Regions from separate parts of the Pan troglodytes genome. Here region 1 is linked to region 2. The links are chromatin contacts, called in public HiChIP or PLAC-seq maps. All regions are on one chromosome and are shown on one strand. Each heading gives the region's core, a stretch centred on a gene start, on an enhancer-like site or on the middle of the called end of the contact. The rest is flanking DNA. Distances are from core to core; before and after follow the strand shown.

Region 1 (5,591 bases), core at 155-2,654, 830 kb before region 2:
TAAAATAGGATTTTACTCTAGGGGGAAAAATCCTCAACCAGATAGTCACAGTGCACTTTGAATGACTAATTTAAGCCATTACATTACGAAATAAGGGATAAATCATACTTTTCATAACACTATTGCATAGGAACAGTTTTAATTTTAAGAGTCAAGCATCTACATTAATCTGAGTCTAAAATCATAGGCCCCTGATTTAAAATCTCCTAACATTCTTTCACACTTCATAAAACTAAAAATAAAATTGTCTCACCAAACACTGACCTATTGGTCCGGCCAAAGTACTGTATTTCAAGGAAAATTGGAGCAAAGAGGTCTCAAAACCGCGACTTGCCAGCAAATTACAATTTGCAGCCTTAATTGGTCTTAAATGCGGGGTGAGAGGGAAGAGACTACGGTCTGTAGAAAATAAGAGATTTATTCCCCTTTTTAAATCAAAACCAGATTCCATGCTTCAGCCACCCCCTAACCCGCCAGCCCCGCCCCCAGGGTTTGTTTTTCCATATTTTTGTATATATTTTTAGCGAAGATGGCAGGTGAGGGAAGGTTAGAGTGCTGTATCTAGTCCACGAAGTCAACAGAGAGGTTAGGGTGGGTTTACTTATTTATAAGGCGTTCAGCCTCTCAGCTGTTTCTCCCTCGTTGGCATTTGGAAGCTTGCAGTCCTTCAGGGAAGAGACAGATTTGGCAGGAATGTTCTTTGTGCCAGCCTCCCTTTTTTTATTTTTATTTTTTATTTTTTTACCTGGAATAGGGGGCAGATTTATAATGACAGCCTTAGGGAAGGGGGAGAAAAAGTTTCAGCCGGCACGACAATGCCCGTTTTTTCCGCAGTCGACACTGTGCCACAAACAGCTTCGGTGCCACTCGGAGCCCGTCCCCCGTCCCCTCCCTTTCTCTCTGCAGGCTCGCACTGGCAGGCGGAGGCACAGTTAAATTCCAGCACCTTCTCCACATAGCCCCAAACTACTACGCGCTATTACTACGGCTGCCCTCCCTTTTTGCTTCGCCTCCTCCCCTTCCCCAGTCTCCCCGGAGGAGCCCCGCAGCGCCCGAGGAAGAGGACTGCCAGGGAAGGGATAGCGGGCGCCCAGCTCCAGCAGGGCTTGGGGCTTTCTGCATCCTGCGCAGTTTCTCCGCTCCAGGCACAAACGCGGCCCGAGAGCCGGCGCCTCGCAGTCACACACGGATCCACGCATACAGTAGAGCTGTCTAGATCCACATTCTTGCACACCGCCCCCTCCGCCCCCCGCGCTCCCGGAGTCGCTGAGCTGAGCGAGTGACAGGCGCGTCCCGCCAACCCGCGCCCGGACGGGCAGGGAGGAGCGGCGCGCGGGGCCAACTGCGGCGCGTCTTCCGGCGCCCGCGGAGGAGGCGAGGGTGGGACGCTGGGCGGAGCCCGAGTTTAGGAAGAGGAGGGGACGGCTGTCATCAATGAAGTCATATTCATAATCTAGTCCTCTCTCCCTCTGTTTCTGTACTCTGGGTGACTCAGAGAGGGAAGAGATTCAGCCAGCACACTCCTCGCGAGCAAGGTAAATATAACTTACAACTCTTTTCTCCTCTTTCCCCTCCCTTCGGCCGCCCCGCTGCAGCCGCCGCTCAAACCCCTCCGGCACCACGCCGCCTTCGCCCGGGATTATTCATTATTATCCTAATTATTATTTATTGTGCATGCAAGGAGACCAAAACAAACAGGCGGGCCAACCGCCACAACAAAAAAAGCCCGCCTCCTCCCCGCGGGCCTCAGGTGGAATGCTCTAACGACAGCTCCCAGGCGGCGGTGGAAGAAACGAGAAAGTTTCAACCGAACCTTGCTGTTCTAATAATAACAGTAATAATTACTACTTCAAGGGGGCAAAGGAGGAAAAAAATCCCAACAAACCACCGCCTGGATCCTGAGTAGGCAGTCAGAGGCGCTGCCAACTCAAGGTTGCAACACACACATTGGGCCAGGTTGCAATCCCCCCATCCCCTTAAAAGTGAGGCGGCGGGGAGGGGGGTGGCAGCGGGAGGGGGAAGGCCTGGGGGACAGGGGAGGAGGATGGAAACGCTACTGTTCATCCCGAGCAACCCTCCCCGGAAGAGTTGGAAGGGGAACGGGAAAGGAGGGCGAGGAGCCCAGGCTGGCGGCGGGGCGCCAACGAACGCCGTTGCCACCCGCTTCCCAGGGACTTGTTTAAAGGGCTCCGGCTGCGGAGACGTGAGCGGATCGCAGCGGGAGAAGCCTGAGCTGACGCGCGAAGGAGGTAGCGGCCACTGCCGCGGGGCCGGTGCGTGCCTGATCGGGGGTGTCACCTCCACTTTCCGCGTTTCCTCCGGCGTGGATGGGGACGCTGATTGGTAGGCAGGCCTTTAGGCAAAGGGGCTGCCAGGGGGCTGCGCCCCGGGCGCTGCGGACGTCCCTGCCTCTGGTACCTGGCGGCAGCGCAGGCTCGGGTGTTAAAGTTCGGGATGTCCGGCCCGGGCCGCACTGCTGGAGGGAAGGGAGGAGGCCCCCAAGGAGGTCGGAGGTGCCCGCCAGCCTCCGTTACCCTGCCCTCCCTCTCCCCGGGTCTGTGTTCTTTTGCTTCGCGTCTTCCCCTTGCTTGCGCCGCGGGAGCTGCGGGCGTGGGGCGCCTACGATCGTCCGGGTGCTAGGGGCGCGCCGGGACCCAGGAGAGCCACGGCGGCGGCTGCGGGCCGGGGAGGCCATGATCCGGATAATCCTGTCTGCCTGACTGTCACAAACAGGACCCGCGCACCACCGGGCAGCGGCGGTGTCGTTCGCCCGGGAAGGGGAAGGGCTGCGGTGGGGAGGGAATAGGGGGGTGGCGAGGGCGGGAGGCGGGGAGACCGAGTAGGAGCCTCCTCCCAACGATGACACGCACTCCTTCCTTCTCGCTCCCTGCTCAGGAGTTTGCTTTATTCCCATCCCAACCTGGTTTACCCCTTCCTTTGCTCTCCCCCTCCACCCGGCCGTCTTCCCTTCCTCCCGTTTGCGTTGCAAAACACGGCCATGCCATCTGCAAAGGTGTCGCGATGCACTTCCCTAAATAACCGGTCCGGCGCGCCAGCTCCTCGGCGCCCTCCGGCCGCAGGGCGCACACGGGGCACAGTGCTCCCGGTGCCCCGCACCAGGCCTCGCAGCCTGGGTGCAGTTCCACCGCGGAGGGCGGGGCGCGGCAGTGCGGGCTCCAGCGGACACCCGCGCCTTGGCCGGGGCACTTGGGCCGGTTTCCGGTACACGCGGGGAAATCGCCTCCTGCCAGTGTCTGATCGCTCGCCTCCGCCTCCGCCTCTGCCGCCTGGATTGCATTATTATTTTTATCCGGGTTGCCGTTTGCTGCGGATGGTGGTGAGCGCGGGGCTGGCTGGGCTGCTTGGGGGGTGGGGTGGAGGGAAGTTGGACGTGGATCAGGCAGGAAAAAAAAAGTTTGGCAGGGCGGCTAAGTAGGGTGGAGGGGTGGGAGGGGGCTGCGAGCTCCCGCGGCTCCAGCCTCCGCGCCCTCCCGGCCGGCGCGAGGGTGTCTGCGCGTGAGTGTGAGTGTGAGTGTGTGTTGTGCGCGCAGGAGCCAGTGCGTCGGGAGCAGCGGCTCGGGCAGCTGCTCCTGCCCGCACCCTCCCCTGGAGCCCGGGGAGGACAAGGCGAGGTTTGGTGGCGAGGGCTGGTGGGGGTGGCGTGTGCGTGTGGTTGTGAGTGTGTGTGTGTGCGCGCGCGAGCGGCGGAGAATCAGGAAGTCACAGCAGCGAAGCGCACACAGCACACAGACATGTTTGATTGCCGTGACATGACGCGCGCGAGGGAGGAAGCGGCAGCGGCGGGGGCCGGGCCGCGGGCTGTGGCGCGGGCCTAGAGCTGCGGCTCGGAGACCGGTTCCCGTCCGCCGGCCGCGCCGCCACCCCAAGCTCCGCGAACCCCGCGCCCCTTTTTGTTCCGCGTCCTCCAGGTAAGGAGCCTGCGCAGCCCTGCCGCCGGCTGTGTGCGGAGCTTTCCAGTTCTTTCCCTGCCAGCCCCCTCCGGTCTCCCGGCTCGCCTTTCCTGCAAAGTCAGGCAGGCGGGGGAAATGGGCTCCTCGTCCTCCGATCGATTGCGTGGAAAACTTTCCAGCGGGAGGCACCGTGAGGGGGAAGAAGGCCTTGCTGGCCGCTGTTGCTTGTCAGTTCTTTCTCCTCTGGGTCCGGAGAGTGTGAGTCGCTGCGCCCGGGGCTGTTGCACATTCAAACTTCGGGCCTAAACGTGCCTCCAACTCTCGCAGGTTTTACTCCAGCAATAAAATAAATATTCAAAGTCGTCCACCAGCTCTTGCTAGGCGTTTGGATTTTTTAAGGGAGTGAGGAAGGCTTGGGAATCGAGGGAGTGGGGGTGTTGTGCAGAATCCATTCCTTATTCAATGTCTGCACCGGGTGTTATGTAATTTTAGTAGCACATGGGTGCAAAGCCTAGACTGGGCTTCTCCCCTCCTTTGTTTATGTAACTTTTGGGTGAGTTTTGCAAGGTTGTCTCTTTTTTCTCCTCCTCGCTAACCTGATGGAGGTTGGTGCTTTGGAAAAAGCAAAGCGACCTGGGCTAGTAATTTTTTGGAGAGGTGTCATCATTGTCTCCTTTCTGGTCATTATGTAGGCATGTGTGACTTTGTATGTGTACTGTTAGAGCTCAAGGAAGACATTAAGGATACCCAGTTTGTTGACTGCATTGAGCGGTTATTTTTAACATTTCTGCGTTACCAATATCGAATTTCAAACTTCCATTTCAAAGGACTTAAAATTTACACCTGGTTGTGTGCCTTGCTTGTCTGAACAGAATGCTTGCATAAATAATGAGATTGCTGCTTGGGTGTTGAGTAGCAGAAAATTTCTATCCAACCACCAAAGACTCAGAAACCACTGAGAACCCTAATAATAATTTAAAAAGCCATACCCAATGTTATGTATGTGTATACTTACATATTCACATCCAAATATTTTCAGTAGTATTTTCCATCTGTTATCAGGGGGGGCCACAACCAGAAGCTTGTTGGCCAGCATTGGAGTTTTAGGCTTCCAGGCTACCTCTAGCACACTGGTGAAGTGTTAAGAGGCGTGGCAGATTTGAATCCTAGTTGCTGCATTGTTATGCAAAATGAGACACACTTTTTCTTTGAGGAATCTAATTGCTCTTTTATTCTCCTGGACTTTCTTTCTTTTTTTCCTCAAATGCTTCTTTACAATGCAAATGTTTGCTATTGTAAAGAGGGGATTTAGAGACACCTGTTAGGTCCAAAAGATACTTATTGCGGTAGACTGAGGGGGAAAAAAAAACAACCCAGTAGATCAGAGGTCCATCTACCTTGGGGGCATCAGAGAGATGCCATTTTTGTAAAGAACCTTTAAAATGAATGAGGAATGTGGGGTATCAGAACCCTTGAAGAGGGGGAGGGGAGGGAGGGCTTCCTTCAATGCAGCCTTTCTCTTATGACTTATATCAGTAACAGCCCAGCATCAGGACTAGGTGCACTGTGGTGTTTCACAGAAAATATTCACCACAAGAGCATGTTCAAAGCAGCCTTAGATCTTTTCTTTTGTTCGTTTGTAAAGTGGTTTTTGAGCATTTCTCGTCAAGTTTCTTGAAA
Region 2 (6,509 bases), core at 3,496-5,995:
AGAGAAAGCCATTTGGCTCATTTCTCCACTTTCCAAAGTTGGACGATCAACTCATTTGAAAGCTGACTGTAAACTACAGATGTTAGGGATCCCTAGACAACACCAGATATTTCTAGATTAGAATTGCCCATTCAAGAACTAATTTCTCAGGATATTACCATAAGAGAAAAGAAGGGTTCTGGGATAAAACATATTTGGGAAACAGTAAGTTAAATGACAAGAATCAGCCCGTAAGAAAAGGCTTTTCAGATTCTTTAATTTGCTAATATATACAATCAATTGTCAAGCAAAGGCTAAAGGATGCAGGATTTTCCAACTCCAGTTGAACCACTTTTTCCTGGAACATCACAAGGGAACAGCAGAGTTCCAAGGAGTACTCTGGAAAGTGCTGTCCTCATCTAGACTTTTCTAATGATTTTGAAAAATGGACAGCCCCTGAATTACTCAGCTTCCTCAGGGCATTTAGAACTGAAGGGTCACATTATTACTTGGCTATGGCCATCATAACCATACCTGCATCTCTCAGCTCTTCTACACCTGTAGTTTTCTAAGAATCCATTCATTTACATGTTTTCTCTGTATGTTTGTTCTAATTTTTATATTGAAATAATTTTAGCTTTACAAGAGAGTTGAAAAGATACACAGTTCACATATACCCTTTCCCCAGCTTCCCCTAATGTTAACATACAATTAACTAAGCTACAGAGTTGAGTTGGAGTTTACCAGTTTTTCCACTAACATCCTCTTTCTGTACCAGGATACACTGAATCTGGCCATCAAGTCTCCTTCGTATTTTGTAGAATATTCCTCATTTGGGGTTTGCCTGATGTTTTCTCATGATTAGGCTAAGGCTACACATTTTTTGGAAGACTACCAGAGGTCAAGCTTTCTTCTGGTAGTACTCTATCAAGAGGTACATGACATTAACATGACTCATTACTGTTTATGTTAACCGTGTTCACTTGGTCAAAGTAGTGTTTTCCAGGTTTCTCCACTGTAAAGTTGCCACTTTAACCTTTCCATCTGTATTAGATCCAAGCCACCAAGTCCAGCCCAAAGTCAGAGGAAAATTAAGCTCCACTTCCCAGAAGGAGGGGTACTAAAGAATCCAGGCATATGTTAAACTACCACAGCAATTAATAAACATTTTAGACAAGATGTTTGGAGAATATGTAGACATCCTATGTCCTCCTAAGTTTTACCTGCTAACTTTAGCATTTGTCGGTGGATTTCGCCTGCAGCAATTACTGCATTTAAATGGTGATCTTCTATTTCTCTTATTACTTTGTTATTCTCAACTTTTCTGCAGGGAAGACTTGTCCCATCTTTTCCATCTATTTACTTGTATCATATAGTCTCAGATATTCATTTCATTCCTTGGTTATAATCCAATACCATTGTTATTTTGTTGCTCAAATAATTCTAGCTCCAGCCAGTGGGAAGTTTTTCAGGTTGCTTCTGTGTCCTTTTGACATGGCCCAACTGTTTTGTTTTGTTTTTTAAAGCACACCCTTATTTCCTGGCACTAGCTCCAGGTTCATTCTGTATTTTCCTTAACCTAGCCCTGAAATCAGCCACTTCTCCAAGGAATCCTGGTTCCTTTCATTAAGAATGGTATTTAAAAACCAAGATCTGAGTGCTAGGCGCACTTGTTGTCACTGAGGTGTCCCTGTTTCTATGTCCTTTCAGCAGACAGATTCAGGAAACACATATATGTATATTAACTTATGCATATGCACATACCTATATTTATTTTTATATCTATTAAAATAACACGAAGCTCATACTGATGTTTCCAAATCTAATCAAGCACCGCATATTTTCCTCTAGGCATCTCCTCTTGCTCATTTGTAACTTCTTTCTCTGACAGTGAGCAACCTGCTTCCCACCATCTACAATTTATTTATACACATGTTCCACCCTACTATACATGCATAGTTTCAGAATTGCTAACCTGTACCCCATGAGAAATAAATTTACAATGACAGTACAGTGTTGATGTACAATTCTTTTTTGTATCCATTCAAAATACTTTTCCAAAGTTACTTAGAGGCTTGCATGGTGGCTCACACCTGTAATCCCAGCACTTTGGAAGGCTGAGGCAGGTGGATTACCTGAGGTCAGCAGTTCAAGACCAAACCCCATCTCTACTAAAAATACAAAATTTAGCTGGGCATGGTGGTGGTGCACACATGTAATCCCAGCTACTCAGGGGGCTGAGGCAGGAAAATCACCTGAACCCAGGAGGCAGAGGCTGCAGCGAGCTGAGATTGTGCCACTACACTCCAGCCTGGGAAACAGAGTGAGACTCTATTTCAAATGTTAAACTACCATAGCAATTAATAAACATTTCAGACAAGATGTTTGGAGAATATGTATACATCCTACCTCCTCTTAAGTTTTACTTGCTAACTTTAGCATTGAAGTCAGTGTATTCTGCCTGCAGCAATTACTGCTGCAGGCCAAAAAAAAAAAAAAAAAAGCTACTTAGATCAGCCCTTCGGCCCCTCACCCTCTTTAGTGAAGTTACATGTTTATAGTATAGTTTAACTAATTTGTCACAGTCTGCATTCCATCCCCAGAAATGCTGGCAGATTTATTAAATGTGCATATAGTCAAGTTTACTCTTTCTGGTGTATAATTCCACGGGCTTCAACAAATGGCTAAGACTCATGCATCCACTACCACAGTATCTTACAGAAAAGTCCTGTCACTCTAAAAAGTCCCCTGGTACAGCTCCTTTGTATTCAACTCCTTCCCTCTTTCCTGACTGCCAATGATTAGGTTTTCACTTCTGTTTTGTCTTTTCCAGAATGGCATTCTTATACATGGAATCATACAATATGTAACTTTTTGAGTCTTGCTTTTTGCACTGGGCAAAATGCAGTTTGCTTTGCTTGGGAACCCTGTACCTTCGTAATGAATCATCACATTCAATAGTGTCTCTTGGAATTCGCCCCCCTTTTTCCTTTCCCTCTATTACCCCATTCAGGCTCCTGCTACCTCTTGCTCAGTTTTGTTTAGATCCTATCTGCTTTGATCCACTTTCCGCTGCCTGATTAACCTTCCGGTAGCACACCTATTTCATGTCATTTCCACGCTCCAATAGCTTCAAAGCTTTCCCACTGCCTTCAGGAAAAAGTTCCAACTCAGGCATTCACAGCCATTCAAAATGTGGTCTTAATTCACCCCACTCATCACCACCACACAGGAGCCACTATTCTTATCAGAATAGTGAAGTTTAAAGCCATTCTCTCTACCAACACAATTTCTACCCATCCTTCAAATTCAGTTTAAATGACATTTTCTTATAGACCAACCTCTACATGTTAGCATTCCTCAAATCTTTGTCCTAGGGAACTTCCCTTCTCTCTCCACACTTCTCCCTAGGTGGTCTCATCCAATCTCCTGGCTTTTTATGCTGAGTACTCCCAAATCATGTCTCCATTATGAACTTCTCCTTGGGGTCCAAACTTGTGTATAACTGCTTATCTGATACCTCTAATTATGTGTCTACCAGGAACCTTACCCTTAATATGTCCAAAACATAATTCTCTATGTTGTTCTTTATGTTATTGTTGTTTGCCCCACAAACAACAATATACTATTTTTCCCTGCCCTATCGTCCTCCATCTCAGCCAATGGCACATCATCTACTTTACTGCTCAAGTAAGAAATCTGAGTTACCCTTGACATTTTCCTCTCTACTCTACCACGCTGAACCGTAAGTTAGTTCTCTTAAATGCCCCTTAAGTCACCACCCTAATGCAAACTATTACCAATACAATGTCTTGAGCTTCCAAATGTAATACATTTTCTAAAGAGAACCAGGGCCTATTCATGATTCTCACTTGCTTATAAGTCTTCAATGTTTTCTACACATGGTAATAGGAACGGAAATGTTTTCCTATTGTACAGAAAAAAAAATTCCCCATCGTGACCTTCAAGGCCTTACAGAACCTAGTTCCACTCTATCCGGCTAACTTTATCTTGTACTCCAACTATACTCTTTCCTAGCTCCCATCTCAGGAACTTAGCCCATTATCGCCTCTGCTTGAAGTACTCCCTGAGCTTCCAGATCTCCGCTTAAAGATCACTTCTTCAGCCTCCACTATCTCCCAACTCAGCATCCAGTTCGTTTCCTCCCAGCACTTATAATCTGCGTACATTCAGGCACACCACCTAGCACTGGAGTTGGTGTTTGTGAAGCAGCACAGACAGGCTGATCAGGCCGAGCACGGGCTGGGATTCTACAGTGAAGCTAGTCCAATCTAACCCGGCACGCGGGGCAACGTGGTGGGAGAGAGGTCGGAGTCCCGCCCTTCTTGCCAGGCTCCAGTCAGTCCCAAACTCCTAGCCCAGAAAGAGGCCAGAGGAGACTGCCCAGTGGACAACAGCCCCGAGAGACCTTCCCGACTTCCAGCGCCCGGCAGGGTGCGAACCCCTCCCAAGAGCGACCGCTGAGCCTGCCACACTCACCGCACACGTGGGACAGAGACAGCTCGCGCAGCGGATCCCGACCGCCTCTCCGCTTCCGCTTCCGCTTCCTTGCCTTGCTCCGCCCTCGGGCCGCTTTTTTTCATCTTCCGCGGCGGATCAGGGACTAAGAGGTGGAGCTTACCAGACAGTACAAAAATTCGGAATTTCTATTGGTCCGCTGCTGTTATGCCTCCTCTTGAGGCGCGAAGATTTTGGCCCTTGAAAGAATCCGTCGGGCAGAGGACGCGACAACGGCCACGGGAAATGACGTCATTAACCCTGTGGCTTCCGTGCTGGAAAGAGAGGGAGAGCTCCTGCGAGGCAGAACAGGCTGCTGAGGGAGAGACTTGGCTGGCGCGGTTAATAAGAGGCCTGCATCCCGTAGCCTGAACAAATATTGAAGTAGCTAAAGTTTCTAAAGTGTGTTAATTTGCATATTCCTCAGCAGTCCAGCGTGGAGGATAAAAGGGGTATCTTGTGAGTCGATTTGAATTGTAATCCCGTTTTTTTCCCTTGCTAGCTGTGTGGCTCTGGGAAAATTACAGTTTTTATGAGCTTTGGCTTCCTGATCAATAAAATAGAAATAATTAAGTTATACGTGCAAAGCGCTTAGCATGGAACGCTCTCAATAAATGTTTGCCATTTTTAGTGTCTGCTCGTGCCTGGAAACTGCTGTTATTCCATTTTATACTTCAGGAAATAAGATTGTGGTTAGGATATATGCCCCATTTTCCAGATGAAGAAACTGACACCACAAACTTGCTCGTGTCAAGCAACAGAATTTTATTCTTTAACTGTTCTAGAGGCAAGAATTCCAAAATCAAGCTGTTGGCAGAGCCCTGCACCTTTTGAAGGCTATAGGGGAGAATGCTTTGCTTCTTCAGCTTCTAATGGTTCCAGGCGGTCCGTGGCTTCTTGTTGCATGACTCCAATCTCGGCCTGTCTTCTAATGGCCTTCTCCTGTGCCTGTGCCACTTCTCTGTGTGTTTTTAGGACACTGAACATTGAATTTAGAGTCCACGGGGATAATCCAAGATCATCTCATCTGGAGGTCCTAAATCACATCTGCAAAGGCCCTTTTCCCAAATAAGGTCACTTTCACATGTCCTGGGAGTTAGGACATAGACATATCTTTTGGAGACTATTCAACCCACTGCATCTGTAAAGTTGAGGAACTGGCACTTGATCCCTGGTGCCAGACTTCAGATTTTACTGTCTTCCAACTTACTCCGTTTTCTGGCCACTAAGGAGTTAGAGTTGAAACTGGTAATTTAGCAGACTGTATGCTTCTTGATGACAGGGGCCATCATTACTTTCCAGGCACTTATCTCACTATGCAGCACATAGATACTTGGTAAGTTCTTGTTGTCTACCTTAACTGTTACTAGTTTACATTTCAGCTCATTTAAATCTCATAAGAACGTTTTAAATAGGTCTTTTCTCATTTTACAGAGAAAGGCAAAACATAGTAGCTTTGGTCCAGTGAGCCTGACTCTAAACTCAACGTGGCTGCCTCCGTACTGCTTTCAATAATTCAGTAAATGCTAAGAGAAGAGAATATGGAACAGGAATTGCAGGAGGCCCATCAGCTGTGCCTTTTGGGCAAATAGCATAGTAGTGGGGATATTAGACACCTTGAAACACCTGACAAGTAAATGCTGGCCAAAAAGAAAGAAAAATCGCAAAATACACCCTATCACACAACCCTGGGAAGGGATACGTTTGTGTTTTCAACTTGACAGACAGCAGCACCCCATATCCTTGAAGACAGGTCCATGCAGTTGCCTTAAGCATCTACACCAAAACCCTGCTATTCATTTGCCTTTTCACCAGGGAGGAAAAAAAAAAAATGTTATCACATATCAAAGCCCTTGATTATTATTAAAAACTTTTTTATCAAGTCTTCTGTGAAAGTGGATTGATTTGGATTTTTTTTTTTTTTTGGAGTGAATTGAAAGCATCGTGTGGTTTTGCAGAACAGCACAAAAAAAGTTTATCCTGTCATTTTTTTTTTGTCAAGCAAACCCATT

Evidence for each region. HiChIP or PLAC-seq counts read pairs in DNA pulled down with a chosen protein or histone mark.
Region 1: an H3K4me3 HiChIP or PLAC-seq map of stem cell-derived excitatory neurons shows a contact between it and region 2, with 6 times the contacts expected there. The contact joins the promoter of SMARCA2 here to the promoter of PUM3 in region 2. A contact is called at or near these places in 1 of 7 Hi-C or Micro-C datasets (stem cell-derived neural progenitor cells) and 1 of 1 datasets of contacts at active chromatin or transcription factors (stem cell-derived excitatory neurons).

Annotation. Positions count from the first base shown.
Region 1 is chr11:113,917,236-113,922,826 of NHGRI_mPanTro3-v2.0_pri, reverse strand. It overlaps SMARCA2 (SWI/SNF related, matrix associated, actin dependent regulator of chromatin, subfamily a, member 2), which reads left to right and starts at 1,404. Exons shown (of 32, transcript XM_054657899.2): 1 at 1,404-1,535.
Region 2 is chr11:113,084,856-113,091,364 of NHGRI_mPanTro3-v2.0_pri, reverse strand. PUM3 (pumilio RNA binding family member 3) reads right to left here and starts at 4,745. Exons shown (of 18, transcript XM_009456263.4): 1 at 4,480-4,745.